2 separate regions of the Capra hircus genome follow, and region 1 is linked to region 2. Evidence: chromatin contacts called from public Hi-C data. All regions are on one chromosome and are shown on one strand. The core of a region is the stretch at or near the end of the contact, and the rest is flanking DNA. Distances in the headings are between cores, read along the strand shown.

Evidence for each region. Hi-C and Micro-C count contacts between places; a contact is called where the count stands out from the background.
Region 1: a contact with region 2 is called in a Hi-C map of liver, with 5 times the contacts expected there. The contact joins two enhancer-like sites. A contact is called at or near these places in 2 of 5 Hi-C or Micro-C datasets (blood and liver).

What each region holds. Positions count from the first base shown.
Region 1 is chr4:24,926,768-24,931,335 of ARS1.2, forward strand. PODXL (podocalyxin) reads left to right here. Exons shown (of 9, transcript XM_018047491.1): 3 at 2,539-3,219; 4 at 4,135-4,355. Among named protein-coding and RNA genes, the nearest start is that of PODXL, 61 kb to the left of the region's middle. Within about 2 kb of position 3,089, at least 1 of the 5 cell types and tissues checked has an H3K27ac peak or open chromatin away from gene starts, as enhancers often do.
Region 2 is chr4:24,807,754-24,812,669 of ARS1.2, forward strand. No RefSeq gene overlaps it. Among named protein-coding and RNA genes, the nearest start is that of PODXL, 57 kb to the right of the region's middle. Within about 2 kb of position 2,693, at least 1 of the 5 cell types and tissues checked has an H3K27ac peak or open chromatin away from gene starts, as enhancers often do.

The DNA of each region.
Region 1 (4,568 bases), core at 1,839-4,338, 120 kb after region 2:
CTTCTTTTGCATTCCAGTCCCTTATGATGAAAAGGACATTTTTTTTTGTTTTTTGGTGTTAGGTCTAGAAGGTCTTGTAGGTCTTCATAGAACTGTCCAACTTCAGCTTCTTTGGCATTAGTGGTTGGGGCATAGATTTGGATTACTGTAGTATTAAATGGTTTCCCTTGGAAACAAACAGATCGATTGTTCTGTCATTTTTGAGACTGCACCCAAGTACTGCATTTTGAACTCTCTTGTTGATTATGAGGGTTACTCCATTTCTTGTAAGGGATTCTTGCCCACAGTAGTAGATATAATGGTCATCTGAATTAAATTCGCCCATTCTGGTCCATTTTAGTTTACTGATTCCTGAAATGTCAATGTTCACTCTTGCCATCTCCCGTTTGACCACTTCCAGTTTATCTTGATTCATGGACCTGACATTCCAGGTTCCTGTGCAGTATTGTTCTTTACAGCATCGGACTTGACTTCCATCACCAGTCACATCCACAGCTGGGCATTGGTTTTGCTTTGGCTCCATCTCTTGATCCTTTCTGGAGTTCTTTCTCCACTCTTCTTCAGTAGCATATTGGACACCTACCAACCTGAAGAGTTCATCTTTCAGTGTCATATCTTTTTGCCTTTTCATACTATGCATGGGGTTCTCAAGGCAAGAATACTGAGGTGGTTTGCCATTCCCTTCTCCAGTGGACCATGTTTTGTCAGAACTCTCCACCATGACCCATCTGTCTTGGGTGGCCCTACACAGCATGGCTCATAGTTTCATTGAGTTAAGACAAGGCTGTGGTCCATGTGATCAGTTTGGTTAGTTTTCTGTAGTTGTGGTTTCCATTCTGTCTGCCCTCTGATGGATAAGGATAAGAGGCTTGTGGAAGCTTCCTGATGGGAGGGACTGACTGTGGGGGAATCTGGATCTTGCTCTGATGGGTGGGGCCATGCTTAGTAAATCTAATCCAATTTTCTGTTGATGGGCAGGACTGTGTTCCCTCCCTGTTTGGCCTGAGGCCAAACTATGGTAGGGATAATGGTGGTAATGGCGGCCTCCTTCAGAAGGACTTAAGCCAGTACTGTTGTATTCAGTGCCCCCGACCTCATGGCAGGCAACTGTCAACCCACGCCTCTGCCAGAGACTCCTGGACACTCACAGCCAAGTCTAGCTCAGTCTCCTGTGGGATCACTGCTCCTTTCTCCGGGGTTCTGGTGCGTACAAGATTTTGTTTGTGCCCTCCAAGAGTCTGTTTACCCAGTCCTGTGGAAGTTCTGTAATCAAATACCACTGGCCTTCAAAGTCAAATTCCCTGGGGGTTCTCAGTCCCTGTGTTGGATTCCCAGGTTGGGAAATCTGTTGTGGGTCCTAGAACTTTAGGGCCGCACAAGTAAGCATCTGTGTCTTACTTTCCATTGTAATCCCAGGGCCTGAACCTGTCACTTAGCTGTTCCTTCACTCAATCCCTGTTGTTGCTGTTCAGTCGCTCAGTCGTGTCTGACTCTTTGTGGCCCCATGGACTTCAGCACGCCAGGCTTCCCTGTCCTTTACCATCTCCCGGACCTTGTTCAAACTCATGTCCATTGAGTCAGTGATGCCATCCAACCATCTCATCCTCTGTTGTCCCCTTCTCCTCCTGCCTTCAATCTTTCCCAGCATCAGGGTCTTTTCTAATGAGTTGGCTCTTTGCATCAGGTGGCCAAAGTATTGGAGTTTTAGCTTCAGCATCAGTCTTTCCAACGAATATTCAGGACTGATTCCTTTAGGATTGACTGGTTTGATCTCCTTGCAGTCCAAGGGACTCTCAAGAGTCTTCTCCAACACCACAGTTCAAAAGCATCAATTCTTTGGCGCTCAGCATTCTTTAAGGTCCAACTGTCACATCCATACATGACTAGTGGGAAAACCATAGCTTTGACTAGACAGACCTTTGTTGGCAAAGTGATGTCTCTGCTTTTTAATATGCTCAGTCTCTGGCCCCTTGACAAGACTGAGCTCCCATGCTAGACACAGAGAACCCCTCAGTGTGTCTCACAGTTGTCCTTAAGTAGCAATTTGTGTAATTTCACTTTTCCAGTTTCTCCTTCTAGATAGATTTCCAGAGGAACAGAGGTCCCTCATGCCATGTTTAGAACAGGGCACTGGGATATGTGTGAGTCTGCTGTGTTTTCTGTAAGCTCCTGGGTCTGGGAGAAGGAGGCAGGGACGATGAGGGTTCTGTGCTGGGATGTGTTAACCTTGAACGGTTCATGCCTGGGGCTGGATGGGGAGGGCAGAGAATGCACTGCAGGCTCCCACAGGCAGTGGGACTAGGTGCTGAGTCCTTCTCTGGAGTGGAATTTCTCTTGACTTCCTCTGCTTTCTCCTCAGCCTTCCTCTTAGAGGCTTCTTGAACCCCAGAGAAATCTGGGCACATCAAGGGCCCAGACCCTTTAGAGGTGGCAGGGATGTGAGCAAGGCCTCTGGATCCTGGGGAAGAGCTGGAGCAATGGAGAGAGAAAGACTTCCAGCTAATACCCTAATTGATTCTGTGTTGTCTTTGTCCATAGGAGATGCCATAGGAACGCAAACCAACAAAGATGTCAACTTAAGCACCGAGGAACAGAAAGAATCCAATGAAGCCAATTCAGATCCAGCCACAGGCAAAAAAAGTGCAGCTCCGACATCCACTGCGACACCCACTGCGACACCCACTGCGACACCCACTGCGACACCCACTGCGACTATAGCGCTGACCAGCGTACCCGTGTCTGAAACATCTGTCACAAGTGTGATGTCAAACTCAGCCCAGCAAAGCCCAACTGCCGCAGCCAGGAGCACCTCTCTTGTGGCTGCTAAAGATCCTACAACCACATCAACCACCGTCCCAACAAATCCTGAAAGCACGAGCAGCCGGAATGCAAGTAATGCAAGTAATGCAAGTAATGATTCACCCACATCCGGAATCCCAGGTACCCACAGCGTGACCACAGCCGGCGGGACCACTACGAAAGGCAGTCAGACAGTCTCCACCTCTCCAGATCCGAATAGCACCCCGAGCAGCTCTCCTACCCTGTCTTCCTCAACCAGCCTCGCAGGCGCTCAGCAGCCTAGCGGCAGCCCTGTGACTCCAGCCTCTGGGCGTCCACAGCCCGCAGGGAGCTCTCCTGCGGAATCAGACAAAATGACTGTAACTGCGAGTTTAGGCAGGAAGACAAGTCCCACCTTCACAGCCCAGCTGACCACACCGAGTAAGTGCTGCCTTGCCTTTTTGAAGCAGGAAGGAGCTTGCAGATGTCTGTGCTCTGTACCGGTGTTCAGCTAGAAGGTGGAGATTCATGCTGTGGGTTAAAGAGCGTAAATGTGCACCGCCTTCGCTCAGCCTGTTTCCCATCCAGCGGTGAGCAGCGGCCAGCAGAGCTGTGTGCTGTGATGAGAGCTCGGGGTTTTGAACTGCCCAGTGGAGTGTTTTCCTTTTTTTAAGTGCTAGTCTTAGTCCAGTAAATTCATTTCAAGCCTCACTGATGGATCATGAGCCTCATGGCCCATTTGAGATGTATTGCATCAGAGTCTCTTGGTGTGAATCTGAGCATTCGCATTTCGGGGGACCCTCCCACCCCATCCCACCCCTCTCCCCCTCCTGCTGCCATGTCATGTGGGTACATGGTGAAGTTACTAGAGAACCACACCCCAAGAGCACAGTTATGTCCTGCATAAGAGCAAGGGCCCTGAGTTGGATAAACCTGGATTCCAGTCCCTGCTCTGCCACGGGTTAGTGCGGAATTCATGAAGCTCCTCTGAGGCTCCATTGCCTTGTCTATGAAAGGGGTGATTATGGTACTTTCCTCAGAGTCACTGTGAGGCCTGAAGAAGAGAGTAGGAGCCTGGCAGAAGCAGTTACTCCGCTGACATCTGCTCTGGCACTGTCACTGCTGTTGATACTTCTCTCGAGTTCCCACACCTCATCCTGTACTAGGTGCCGGGACCTGGCTTCCTCCATCTGCCTCCTCTTTCTCATAGCTTGCCTCCTTCTGCTTGTGGTCTGTAAAGCCAAAATGGGGTGGGGGAAGACTGAAGAACCTCAGAAAACTGAGAACAGGAAAGACTATCCTTTTTCTGTTTAAACCACTCACCTTTCCTCATAAGCTTTGTTTTCCCATTTACAGAAACACAGGTCACCATTGAAGGAACTCAGCACACCTCCAGGGAGACGCCAGCTGTCACCATCACCACTGGAGTTCAGCATCCCACAGGCTCTTCACTGGGACCTGGGACCACATCTTTGGTCAGGAGATCCACCATCTCCAGCACTCAGTTGACATCAAATGTCCCCCAAAGCTCCAGCACCCGTTCTCCCACCTCAGTAATTCCAACAAATATAGGGCAGGTAAGAGAGCCCAGACTGAGAGAGAAAGGGACTCCAGGAAGAGCATCTCTACCCTTCTCTACCAGAGCCCCTGGCGGGGGTGTGAGAGCCAGTATCCTTCACCCACTGTCTCTGGCTTTGCTGGACTCGGCCTTAGAGAACGGGATAACCAGGAACATACCTGGCTGTCAGACCCCAGCTGGCCAGCTCCCAGTTTGCCGCAAGTTACTTGCC
Region 2 (4,916 bases), core at 1,443-3,942:
CAACACCTATACACCATACATACACACTCCACACACCATTTACCACACACAACACAACACCTATACACCATACATACACACTCCACACACCACTTACCACACACAACACAACACCTATACACCATACATACACACTCCACACACCACTTACCACACACAACACAACACCTATACACCATACATACACACTCCACACACCACTTAGCACACACAACACCTATACACCACACATACACACTCCACACACCACTTACCACACACACCACAACACCTATACACCATACATACACACTCCACACACCACTTACCACACACAACACAACACCTATACACCATACATACACACTCCACACACCACTTAGCACACACACCTCCTATACACTACACATACACGCTTCACACACCACTTACCACACACACCACAACACCTATACACCATACATACACACTCCACACACCATTTACGACACACACCACAACACCTATACACCATACATACACACTCCACACACCACTTACCACACACAACACAACACCTATACACCATACATACACACTCCACACACCACTTAGCACACACACCTCCTATACACTACACATACACGCTTCACACACCACTTACCACACACAACACAACACCTATACACCACACATACACACTCCACACACCATTTACCACACACAACACCTATACACCACACATACACACTCCACACACCACGTACCACACACAACACAACACCTATACACCACACATACACACTCCACACACCGCTTACCACACACAACACAACACCTATACACCACACATACACACTCCACACACCACTTACCACACACAACACAACACCTATACACCACACATACACACTCCACACACCACTTACCACACACAACACCTATACACCACACATACACACTCCACACACCACTTACCAAATACACACAACACCTATACACCATACATACATACTGTATACACCACTTAGTTGGCTTCAAACTCAACATTCAGAAAACTAAGATCATGACATCCGGTCCCATCACTTCATGGCAAACAGATGGGAAACAGTGGAAACAGTGAGGGACTTTATTTTGGCAAGCTCAAAATCACTGCAGATGGTGACTGCAGCCATGAAATTAAAAGACACTTACTCCTTGGATGAAAAGCTATGACCAACCTAGACAGCATATTAAAAAGCAGAGACATTATTTTGCCAACAAAGGTCCATCTAGTCAAAGCTATGGTTTTTCCAGTGGTCATGTATGGATGTGAGAGTTGGACTATAAAGAAAGCTGAGCGCTCAAGAATCGAGAATGGAGTGTGTATGTGTGGTTGAACTGTGGTGTTGGAGAAGACTCTTGAGAGTCCCTTGGACTGCAAGGAGATCCAGCCAGTCCATCCTAAAGGAGACAAGTCCTGAATATTCATTGGAAGGGCTGATGCTGAAGCTGAAACTCCAATACTTTGGCCACCTGAAGTGAAGAACTGACTCATTGGAAAAGACCCTGAGGCTGGGGAAGATTGAAGGCCGCAGAAGGGGGCAAGAGAGAATGAGATGGTTGGATGGCTTCACCGACTCAATGGACATGAGTTTGAGTAAACTCCAGGAGTCTGTGATGGACAGGGAAGCCTGGCGTGCTGCAGTCCATTGGGGTAGCAAAGAGTCGGACATGACTGAGCGACTGAACTGAACACACCACTTACCACACACACACACCACACAACACCTATGTAACACACACAGACCACCACCGTTCTGGTAGATGCTAACGTCTTTCTCCAGCTCTTCTATCCTCTCCCCCTCCCTTCTTCTCCTCAGTATCTACAAATTCCAAACCTCCTGTCTCATGCCTCTCTCCCCCATCCACTCCCCAAATATCAGCGTTTCCCTCCCCTTTATGTCAGAAGTAAACGAAAACCTCCCGCCAGCAGAACGTTTTCTGCTTTGTCAAGTGCTTTCTCGCCCTCTTTCTCCTTTGACTGTCTCAACAATCCTCAGAGGCAAGTATTATCATCGCCATTTTTAGAAACAGGAAACAATCTCAAGGGGTGCACTCCTGGCCCATCCAGAGTGGACGGGACCAGAGGCCAGCCCTTCAGGCTCCGGGAGTGTCCCTTGGCCTGTGCAACCCCCACAGGTGACGCCCCACATTCTTACTCAACACTCCCCACTCCGGACACCCAGAGGCCTGCCCTCTGTGTACCAACATGGCAGAAGCGGGGTGTGAGGAGATGGAGGGTCTCTGCCCCCGGGGCCCCCGCTCATTCGGAGAGGGGTTCTCCACTGGGCCTGCTTCTCCCGAGGCTCCACCCTCCCAAGGCCAGAGCTCAATTTCTCCAGGGCCTGACATGGATGGAAGTAGACATGGACGGAAGGAGAGAAGACTGAGAAAGTCACCTGAAGCTTTAAAAATGGGTGCTTCTGTTGAAATGTGCCCCAGGTATTTACGCCTCAACACAGAGCTCCCAGGGACCAGGGGTCCTGGCATGCCCTGGCCACACAGCACAGAGGCCAAGACCTCCACCCACGATTCCTCCCCTCAAGCTGATTAAGTTCAACAGAAGGGCTCATGCCTCCTTAGGGAGGCGCGAGGCACCTTCATGAGCACTGCCTGGACACGGGTTTCTCCGTCTGCGTGTGCGGACCTCCAGGTGGGTCCTCACAGCGATGCTGGGAAGCAGGAATAACACTGAACACCTGAGACAGGGACAGGCAGAGGATGGCACTGGGCGACAGGTGACAGTGCGGCTCCCAAGCTCTGCCTCTCTAGGGAAGCCCCGCCTCCCCACCTCCAACCCGAGTCCCTTGCAGGCTGAGCCTCTTCAGGGTGGCTTTCAGACCTTCGCTTGTGGGAGCTGCTTCTGGCCTTGGGAGAGGCCCCAAAGGCTCGGCCTTCATCCTAGGGCCACGACTAGAGTGGGACGAGCAAGGTAACCAGGGCATAAATGTAGGGGCACACCCCTGGGCACCTCTCTTATGTCTCCCTAGTACCAGCCGAGCTCTCGCCTTCCAGCCCCACGACCACTCTATCTCTTTCCCAGGCATCCTGCTCCCAGGATCTGCCCTATTTCCACCTCTGTGTCTGAAAAATGGGAGGCGTAGATCTCACACAGCTGGTACGATGACCAAATGAGATAAAGCCGTAGTTTCCAAGCCTTGTTTAGCTCCAGAATCCATTGTTTGCTTTGTTTTTAAAATTATTTTTATCTTTTGGAACATTTATCAAAGTAGTATAGGTTCATGGCTGAATCCTTTGAGAGGCTGCTCTGTGACACAACAGGGTTCTTAGGGATCAGGAAAGTGACAAAGAACAAAGACCCTATTTGTGTCCACTTGCAGCGGACATTCCCGGCCGTGGGTGAAAATGTCTCTCTCAGTGGTGGGTATCCCAGATGTTAAGATAGCCCTCGGCAGAGGGTGGGCACTCAACAATGGCCGGTTAGGTCAGAATCAGAATGTGTGCTGAATACTCCATTGACTGATGGACGGATAAATCAAATGTAATACATACGTATGACGGAATATTATCCAGCCTCTTAAAATGGATGTGGGCATGGATACGTAGCAACGTGGGTGAAGTTTGAGGACATCATGCTAAGTGATACAAGCCAGTCACAAAGACAGATACTGTGTGAGTCCACTCATAAGAGGTACTTAGTCAACTTCACAGAGACTGGAAAGCAGAATGGTGGTTGTCAGGGGCTGGGAGAAGGGGGCGACGGGGAGGTTTAAGGTGTATGGAGTTTCAGTTCTGTAAGAGGAAGAAGTTCTGGAGACCTGTGGCACAGCTATGTAGAGTACTACTGACGTGTACATTTAAATAGTTAACAAGGTCGGTTTTGTATGGTGTTTAAACCGCAATTAAAAATAAGTAAATAACAATAAAAGAACCCTAGTCAAACAGGGGCCGATCAAACACTAGGTTGGAAATTTGAGACGTGCAGCCAGGAGCACCCCTCCCCCTCCCCACAGTCTCACCCAGCAGAAAGAAAACAAATTTCTAGCAACCACTATGCCAGCCTCAAAGGGGAAGGGAAGTCACAAGGCACACTGTGGAGGAGGTGGACGGGAGTTTGCTCACGGGATGCTTGAGAGAATGTATGAGTTAACAGTCTGTTATGTGGGTTGAAGGCCAGCTGAAGTGTCTCCTTCCCAGGCACCAAACTGCAGACATCAGCTCAGTGCTGGTAGACCCTCATCTAATGACTGTCTGGATTCCTGGTTCCTTATTCTGTGCAAGCCTGGGGTACACAACCAGGGCTCCTCAACACACTTCCAGGGCCAGAGTTCCCCCTGCAGCAGCTACCTGGAGACCCTAGACAGCTGGCAGCTAAATGGAACCCCCTAGTGACTGTGCTGTTTCTGTCTACCAGAAGCTGCTGCCCTCAAAAATGGGCATCATGACGTGGCTTTGGCAGAGCCAGTGCCCTTGTCAGGAGGGAGCAGGGTGGACCCATCCAGAAGACAAGTGGTGAAGATAGTTCTGAGCCCTTGGGCAAAGAGCCTGGGCATAAGCTTGCAGAAGTGAGCTCGTCAGGGTAGCCAGGGGCTGGAGATGGAAGCCAAGCCCCATCACCAAGAGCCTTGGCTCTACCACTTCAGAAGGAAATGCTTCATGAGCTCATGATAGATGACAGACACTTGACTCAACTGGTCTTAGTTAGACCTCCTAACACCCTAACAGGTGGGTGCCAATGCTCCATCTTACAGAAATGGAGACAAAGGCTCTGAGAGGTTGACAGTCATACAGTCAAGGGGGCACAGAGGAGGGATTGGAAATCAAGTCTGCCTCTGAGGTCCCAGCACCACGGTCTCCCATTCCCCACCTTGAACCTGGGCAACCAGCCGCCATGGCCATCCAGGGCTTCAACACAGTGACTTCACCAACTTGGCTTCTCTGAGCAGGTAAGGATC